Regions from separate parts of the Mus musculus genome. Here all the other regions are linked to region 2. A link is a contact called in public targeted proximity ligation data. All regions are on one chromosome and are shown on one strand. The core of a region is the stretch at or near the end of the contact, and the rest is flanking DNA. Distances in the headings are between cores, read along the strand shown.

What was found.
Region 1: a targeted proximity ligation map of bone marrow-derived macrophages shows a contact between it and region 2, with 3 times the contacts expected there. A contact is called at or near these places in 12 of 39 promoter capture datasets (the 3T3-L1 cell line, the C10 cell line, the HPC-7 cell line and 7 more), 14 of 484 Hi-C or Micro-C datasets (CD8 T cells, LSK cells, bone marrow-derived macrophages and 5 more), 15 of 130 datasets of targeted methods (the NIH/3T3 cell line, the SCID.adh cell line, bone marrow-derived macrophages and 7 more) and 4 of 9 other capture datasets (adipose tissue, embryonic stem cells, liver and 1 more).
Region 3: a contact with region 2 is called in a targeted proximity ligation map of pancreatic cancer cells. A contact is called at or near these places in 2 of 39 promoter capture datasets (cranial neural crest and hematopoietic stem and progenitor cells), 1 of 130 datasets of targeted methods (pancreatic cancer cells) and 1 of 9 other capture datasets (macrophages).

Annotation. Positions count from the first base shown.
Region 1 is chr15:58,107,010-58,109,924 of GRCm38.p6, forward strand. It overlaps Atad2 (ATPase family, AAA domain containing 2), which reads right to left. Exons shown (of 28, transcript NM_027435.2): 16 at 1,294-1,608; 17 at 1,072-1,186. Among named protein-coding and RNA genes, the nearest start is that of Atad2, 27 kb to the right of the region's middle.
Region 2 is chr15:58,414,066-58,417,190 of GRCm38.p6, forward strand. It overlaps Fam91a1 (family with sequence similarity 91, member A1), which reads left to right and starts at 1,403. Exons shown (of 24, transcript NM_145959.3): 1 at 1,403-1,712. The coding sequence starts at 1,641.
Region 3 is chr15:58,776,065-58,779,042 of GRCm38.p6, forward strand. No RefSeq gene overlaps it. Among named protein-coding and RNA genes, the nearest start is that of Gm41329, 18 kb to the left of the region's middle.

The sequences.
Region 1 (2,915 bases), core at 157-2,656, 310 kb before region 2:
AGCCAATTATAACCCGGCAAAGCTTCTCATAATAATTGTCCCAGGTTTAAGAATACTTTTACATCAGAATGACAGTAGCAACAATGCATTTTGATTTTTTTCTTTTCTTTTTTTAAGATGGAGTTTCACCATGTAGCTCTGGCTGTCCTGGAATTCAGTAATATAGACTAGGCTGGACTCAAACTCAGAGAGCCACCTGCCTCTGACATCCAAGTGCTGGGATTAAAGGCATGTACCACTAAATCTGGCCAAAATTCAATTACTGATTACTTTATTTTAAAAAATAAAAAAGAAAGATTCTTATGTGCACAAGTGCTAAATGCATGTCTGCACCACCAGCATGCAGTGCCTGTGTCATGTCTCCTGGAACCAGTTACAGATGGTTATGAACTGTGATGTAGGTTTTGGGAATTGAACCCAAGGCCCTCTTGAAAAGCAACCAGTGCTCTTAATTGCTTAGCCAATCTCTTCACACCCAACTTTGGTATTTTTAATCTAAGCGTATAATGTGTGTGGGTACAAGTGCCTGTGTGGGGGCAGGCTACAGGAGATACTCTCAGGTGTCTGTCATCCTACGGACCTAGTTACCTCCCCTGAGGCTGGGTCTCTTACTGGACCTCACCAATTAGGTTAGATTGGGTGGCTAGTGAGTCCCAGGGATCCTGCCTTCTCAACATTGGAATTACACCATTCCTACTTTTTTTTGTTTTTGTTTTTCGAGATAGGGTTTCTCTGTGTAGCCCTGGCTGTCCTGGAACTCACTTTGTAGACCAGGCTGTCCTCAAACTCAGAAATCCGCCTGCCTCTGCCTCCCAAATGCTGGGATTAAGGGCGTGCACCACCACGCCCGGCTCATTCCTACAATTTTTCATGGGCTTTAGGGGCTGAACTTAGGCTTTCATGTTTGTAATGAAAGCATTAAAAGATAATTGAGGCCTCTTACCATCCCTAATATTTTCACTTAAATACAAAGCTGGTTATTAGCTGGCATCTTTTACCTTGTTTTTAAAAAAAAAAATCTCATTTTTATGAAATTTACACACTAAAACATTCATTTGCTGGGAAACATACCTATTTAAATGAAGAAAATTTAAATTTTCTTTTTGAGAAAGTCCATTTTCATACACAGATGGTGTATCATCATCACTGTATGCCAAATCACTTTCTAGAAAAGGGCAAGAAACATCTACAGAATAAAAAAAAAAGAAAGAAAAAGCCTGTCCATTAGTAATTTCTTTTTTTTTTGGTCATTCTTTCTTTCATTCATTCAATGGTCAATTGAGTTTTTAATACCTGAATTTAAAGATTTGTTTGTTCCAACTTCCACATGTGGAAATACTTTCTGTAGGGCGTCTAAGATCCTATGAACAGTATTTTGCAGAAGTGGTTTCACAATGGCAGACAGTGCCTGTCCGGGTGATGTCACAGCTCTCTGGGAAGCTGGTCTTATTTTCTGCAGAGCTGCCTCAAAATCCTTAGCTGAGATGGTAATTGAAGAGAGATCCAGCTGAAGCTTCTCGCTGGTGGTGTAGATCTGCGGGTACCGTCGACGCAGGGCGCACAAAGCAGCTTCAGCACAGATTGACTTAATATCCGCACCACAGTAGCCTGGAACCATCAACAGCAAAGGGGGGAAGCAAGACCCTCAAACTACTGACAGTCATGATTAAAAGAAAACTTTAAAAATTAAATATTTTACTAGACTATGGGTAACAAAACTAAAATTTCTTACTCGTGAACTTAGATGGCGTCAACAAATCAATAACCTTTGAATGAAACACGCAAGCACTAAGTACAGAAGAAAGATTAAGAGCAAGAATTCTGTTGTGTTGTTTTGAGACAGGATCTCTCTGTGTAGTTCTGGCTGGCCCAGAACTCTCTGTAGACCAAGTTGATCTCAGATTTAGAGATCCACCTGCCCTTGCTTCTGCGTCTGCCTCTGGAGTCCCAAGACTAAAGGTGTGCACCAAAGTCAGACAAAGCTCAAATTCTAGTTGTCATTTACTGTGTGATCTTTCAGATTCACCTATCCTCTGCAGAGGACTCTGTATCTAAATTAATACTGCGTAATTCACAGGGCTATTACTATTTTCATGTCTATGCTGCTCTCAAATTCCCTTAATGATCAATTTGTCCATTAAAAAAAGACTTAATTATGTTTCTGTCATGTGGAGGTATGTATGTTACCATGCAGATGCACATAGAGGCTAGAAAAGGGTACTGGATTTCCTGGAGCTAGAGCTATAGGTAGTTGGGAGCCATCTGACATAGGTTCTGGAAACAACTCAGAACCTCTGAAAGAGCAGTATGTACTTGTAACACTAAGCTAGCTCTCTAGTCCTCAATTTTATGTTTATATTTCAATTTTTGAGACAAGGTATAACTATATACCCATAGCTTGCCTGATATTATACTTAACATAGCCTTCAACTCATGGCAATCCTGCCTCAGTTTCCCAAGTGATTGGGGGTGCAGAGATAGTTATGTCGCTACCCTTGGACAAGTATTCTTTAATATCTAGGATCTTAAAGGTAAACACACAAAAGAGATGGAAAACAAACGAACTGTGCTCCATTTTCAGATCAGCTCTTCCTTCCTGTGCAGACAAGGGTGGCCATAAACTTACAGTCTGTCTTTGTTTCCTACTACTAGCACTGCAAATATGTACTACTACATCTGGCTACATCTGTGGCTTTGTTATGTGTGAGTACAAGTACATAGAGGTCAGAGGATAGCCTTGTGGAGCCAAGTTCTTTCCTTCCACTTTCTTGTGTCTTCCAAGAACCGAACTCAGGTCACCAGGTTTGAACTGTAAGCATCTTTACCCATTAGGTCATCTCACCAGTCTTTTAAATCTAAACTTTAAAGCAAGACCTCAACTTGTTTCATCTCTGAAATGAACAGAGTATTTTTCA
Region 2 (3,125 bases), core at 153-2,652:
ACTTACATTATACTAGATAAAACGATTCTGAAGAATACTGTTTGTTCACATGCGAATTATGAAAAATGTAGGGGGTATTTATTTCACTAACTCTAAATGAACTTTCCTAAACTAAAGCAGGAGACAGAATATTTCTATGAAGGGTGTTCCTGAGGAATTCACAGGATGGTTCCAATAAACAGCCTTGGGCTGGGCCTGGACAGTTGGCCCAGCAGCTAAAATCACTTGCTTTTGTTTAGCAAAAAAAAATCTGAAATCCAACTTCTGGGCACCTGATATCTGATGCTCTCTTCTGGCCTCTGAAGGTACAAGGCACACTGGTGGTGCACACACACACACACACACACACACACACACACACACATGCAGGCAAAACACTCATACATAAAATAATACATTGTGAAAACCAGTGGGCTCTGCCATTCTGAGGGCTCTTGTAGCCCTGCCAACCTCACTTTCTTCTTCTGATAGGCCTAGTCGCTGTGGCAATGTTTCACTGACTGTTGAGGCAAGGGAATGATACATAGTAGACAGATCATACTTTTGAATACTGTTGCATTACTGGAGTTCAGAACATTTTAGCTACGTTGAGGAGGATCTCAGCAGGATAGGAAGTTACTGCGATCAGATAACCAGACCAATACACCTATGTAAGAGCAGTGTGTACCATAATAGTTTCAAATAATTAGATATAATGGCATGCCTCAGACTGGCCAGTTGTTGAGGTATGGATTAAGCGTCTTTAATGTTTTCAGTTCTTATCAGTAGTGTATAACAAAACATGACTTAAAAACATTGCTTTAAAATGAAAAAATAGACAAAGAACCACTGAAGTCTTGCAGTTAAATGAGTTTGCTTAGGAAATAAAATATACTCTGGAAGAAACCGTTCCCAAAGACCTCAGGAGAGCTGTAGGGATAACCATCCCAGTTCTGCGTTTAAAAAGGCGATCGAAGCAAGTTAACATTTCTGCACCTCAAATCCCTACATTTTAAGAATTTGGATCTTGGAAGGAGTCCAACGTTCTCCATCCCCAGGATACAGCGAATGCTTGGAAGGGATGACGCCGCTAGCGACTCTAGGCCAATGGGTGGGGGGGGCCCAGGCATACTCGGTGTTCTCTTGTTCGGCAGGGTGGCGAGAGTGGTTCTTTCATTAGAAGCGCTTTTGCTCAGACAACCGACAGAGCCATTGGAGACACACATTCGGGAAACTGAGTCACACAAACCCAGAGGTGCAGACCAGGGAGCCTCTGTCACCCCAATGCGCAGGCGCGGCTGGCTGGGCTCGGAGGGTCTCTGAGTCCCGCCTTCCTCGCACCGTTCAACCACGTGCGGGGGGTGGGGTGGGGGCGGAGCTCCACGCTCGGACCTAGGCCAGTGAGCGGAAGTGACGTCGGCACAGAGCCATTTCCGGCAGGCCGAAACTAGGAAGAAACTTGGAGCTGCCGAGGCGCGGGTCGTAGTTGGCGCTCCCGTCCGTGCCCCGTGGCCGGCGCCGCGCGGACCTGTGGGGGCCTGGCCATGGGGCGGCGCCGTGCTCGTGCGGCCTAGACGTGCGGGCTCCGCTGACAGGCCGGGCGCTCGCGGGCGGCAGGCGGCGTGGCAGCCGCGGCCGCCGCGGGCCTGGGCTCCGGCATCATGAACATCGACGTTGAGTTCCACATCCGGCACAATTATCCTTGGAGCAAGTTGCCAACGAACGTGAAGCAGGTATGGCTCCGCCCTGCTTCTCTGTCGCCTGACCTGCGGGCCGTCGGGGGGCTCGGGGAAACTGGGCGTGCGCTGTCTCCCAAGAAGGCTGGACGGGTGTCCCCCCGGACTCGCCTGGTACCTCGGCCTGCAATCTTTATTTTAATAAAGTCCCCGGGCCCCCAAACTTGAGAGTGGTGGGAGAAGGGAGTGCAAAGCGACAGATCACACGTACCTCCTCTGGAGCGTTTCTGGGGGTTAGGTTGCCTGCTTGGAGTTGCATGTGTAACTGAAAGCATTTAAAGTTGGCCCTGGAAGACCACTAAAAGTTACTAAGATGAGGAACGAAGGCCCTCCACCCCCGGGAAGAGGGAAGAGTACGTCTCCGGAGCTGTGAACAATCACCAGAGTTCGGAGACGTGTTCCGATCCACTTGGAAATGTTGGCTGGATGCGTGAGGGTGATAGCTGCCGAGGCTGACAGAGCAGTCAGGCCTGATTTGGAAGGGTACGTGTGTGGTTTGTGTTGTCGGACTTCGTCCTTTACACAGCCTGAGTTTATAAAGGATCAACGGGAGCATGACCCGAGGGGTTTTGTTTTTGTTTTTTAATCGAATGCTTACAATGAATGGTAGTTTTACTCAGTCGTGTTTACTGAGCATGCAGATAGTTTAAGGATCCTGCCTCCACGGAGAGTCTTTTCTGTCAGAGACAGAGTAAATGGACTGGTGAAAGAAAAGAACGGATAGGTGGTTTGAACTTTTACGAAGGCCTTGATGTGTGTGCTTACATGTATAGTATGTTTACTACATGCAATGCAGGGGTTCGCTGCCCACCGTTTCTAAGTTCCTCTGATTTCTGGTTTCTCTTGGTGGTGGGCAGCAGGTATACTTTTGGAATTATGGAATGGTGGTGGTAATGTTTTTATGATTCTTGTGATTTACTTTGAGTCCTAGTTCTAGAGAACGAGTTAAGGGTCTGGTGGACATCACGTGACAAAATACTTCTAAGACACCAGAACCCTAGGTGTGTTTCAGGGGCAAAGGTCTATAGGTTGTCAAAGATGTCAAGTTTCTGAAACTTGAAAAAAGGAACAAGTCTAAATCTTTGGGAATAAGTTCCTCTTAAATTTGAATGAGTTTAGCAGATAGTTTTTGTTCTTTAGATACATATGTTCTGAGACATATTTGAAGACAACTAGAGTAAATAGTTCATTTCCTTTTTAAATAGCTTATACCCAACTTAAATAATTGATTCTATTAGGATTGGCAAAAGCCTTCCCAAACTTAATTGTTATTAATACAATCATAGGACAGTGCTAAAACTTAAGTTCAAATATAAACTGATTAGTTTCTGCGTGTGAAACCACTGAAAGGCCCAGTTCTGAGTCAGGCTAAGTGTGGCCTTTGTTTCTGCAGACCTTCTCCAGCCTTCC
Region 3 (2,978 bases), core at 242-2,741, 360 kb after region 2:
GTTGCCAGGTTAAGGAATTTCATTTCTCCTGCACCCTTAACTTTGCTTGTCTTTGGGACCTGCGAAACTGAAGAGTAGACCCGACAGGGGTAAAGGGAACGAGCGATTACAGGTGCTGAAGCGCTTTCTAGGCCAGGTGTGGTAGGGACGCGTGCCTATAATCATCACATTTACAAGGTGGAGCCTGGAGGGTCAGGAATTCGAGGCTGGCCTCAGTCACAAAGGGAGTTCACTCCAGGTCACCCTGGGAGGCATGAAACAAAGTCTTAGAAGAGAAAAGGAAGCTATCTTGGCCCCAGCATGGTGGTACACGGCTATAATTCCAGCATCAGGCAGGAGGAAGCAGGGACAGAAGCAAGTTCAAGGACAGAGTAGGCAAACCCTGTCTCAAAAATGAAATGAAGTTTAAAAAAAAAAAACAAAACAGTCAGTTGATTGCTTCGGTGAAGAAAAAGCAGTTTGTAAAATCCAGTACACATTTATGATTAAAAAACAGACATCCTACCAGATAGGACAGAAATTGTTACTCCGGTAAGAAACATCTATTAAAAAAAAAAAAGGCAATTTTTTTTTTTTAAGAAACTATGAAAATTTCCACTCTTGACGCTCCTGCTCAAAAGCTGAAGGAAGAGGCACTGCCCACGCTGTGTTGATGATCTCCAGCAAAATCCTAAGCCAAGCACAGCATCTCAGCATAGGAGAATCAACCTCTCACAACCAGGCGGACAGGTGACTACCCAAGTCAGAAACAGAAAAGACCACACAGGCAAATGACTACATAAATAAGCAGCTTGAGCAAACAAAACCTATACAGAAGCTGTACATAGAAAACAATTAAATGCTATTTATACGTGACAAGGACAGTAAATATCCAGAAAGAAAAGACCTAGAAGAAACAATGAGCCAGAAGAAACTAGAGAGCTGGTTTTACACACACACAAAAATCTATGAACTGCTGTTGGATTCAAGATGGAGGATGAATTACACACACAGAGAAGAGTTGTTGAAAATGCATCTTCCCAAACTGAGTTGGGAAACAGTGCAATTGAGATGTGCCAGTATGATCTTGTTGGTTTGCTGGGTTTTATGCTGCAACAGGCTGGCTGGTATCTGCAAGTTGGCCTTAAACTGTATACAGAACACAAGGGACCAATTGGGGCACAAGCAGTGTCAAAGAATTATTTGGCAGAATATAACTAGCTAGGGGGAAGAACAGAAAATGAAGGAGTTCAAGTATGTGCTCTATCAGTACTACTTCTTCCATAATGAAGTATCACAGATCACAAATGCATTAACTCATGGCTTGTAGGTCAGAAGTCTTGTGGGCCTGGCTAATCTCTCAGCACTGGGTCTCACAAAGACAAAATCAAAGTGCCAGGGGCTTTGTCACTTTCTGGAGTTTCTAGAGGGGAGCCCATTTCCCTGCTCGTGCAGGAAGCTGGGGATATAAATTCTCTGTTTTCTTACTGACTCAGCCTCTGGAGGTGGTCCAAATTCCTTGGATCATGGCCTCTTTCCTCCATCCTCAAAGATATTAACAGAGCTGGGAGTCACTCCCTTTTTCCTATACTGGGTACTGAATTATCCACATCCTTAATGCCGCATGCAAACCCGTTATACAGCAGCCTCTCAAGTTCCAGGGATTCGGACCCAGCATCTTCAGTGTGTATGCGGAAACATTTGGGGGCATACACCTCGGTGCACCTTTGGTTTTTCTCTTTATCCTATTTTCTGATGATCACCTTCAGACCCCTCCTTCTGTTGGCTCCTCAGTTCTAATCTTTTCTGTGAAGCCTTCTGCTTTTTCCTTTCCATCCTAAACAGGGCCCATTTCCCAGAGTTTCCAAGGGAAAGCCACAGTTTGAGAACCCAAAGCTCTCTTGGGTTCTGTACTCTTGTAGAGAGCTTTTAAAACTACAGAGGCCAAATCGCCCACCAAGTAGAATGTCAGCCTCTAGGCTGAAGGCAGCTACAGAAGCTAGCTAGCTCAGCTCACGGATGCCCACTCATCTTAGGCTTCCCTTTGTCAAATTCTTCAAATAGGTGAGCCCTAGTCTTCAGCCACATTTTCCGCTGGATGGCCAGGATGGATTTTTGCTGGGTAATGATCATTGCAAGAACTACTGACCACTGTATCCCAACTCTTTCTCTGCCTGAATGGAAATGGTTGGCACATGCTACGTGTGTTGGATCAGGTGTTTTCCATGTATAGGTTATCTGATACCAAAGTGTCACTTAAAGACAGGACAGGATGCTGCTGTTCTTGATCAACAGTCACTGCTCAGGAACTTGAGCCTTCTCCCAGATGGGTATCTTCACACTGAGGGGACAGGTGAGGTATGAATATGTGGTAGCCAAAGTGACAGATTGTGAGAGACAGCTGCCTCCTCAGACATCCTTCTCATTTCTTGCTACAGACTTGGTCACTCAGAATGGAGACAACTGTAAGCTTCTAGGTAGAAATTTGAGAGACGTGTCACATAGTGATTTAAGTCACTTTGAGCCATTTACCTTTTTTTAATTCCTTCTTCCTGTGCAGGATGTGGATATAACTGATGGGACTCAACCAACCATTTTAGACCATGCATTGACTTTTAAGTATAAAATTTATACTTGAAACAACAGGACTCTAGGTCTCTAACCATTTTCTGAAGTGTAACCCCTTTACCAGGTCTGAACAACATGCTGTGATAATGTTATTATACAGGACACAAGTTTCTGCCTCGTTTCTGGTATTGTTATCCTGGGATTTCAATATCTGTACCTGGAGCTAATGTAATCAGGATGGTTCAAACCACAGTTCTCAAATTGGAGGTGTGATCTGCAGAGTTTCAGTGTTTGTATTAAAGTAGTTTGTGTGTTCAAAACATTTTTCCTAATACATTAAGGCATTATTCCTTTTTCCACTATGGTATGGTCACTGACAGAGCAAAAGGAATGATGTGCCTGTAGCTGCAGAGGGTGAGCAGGGTGCCTGG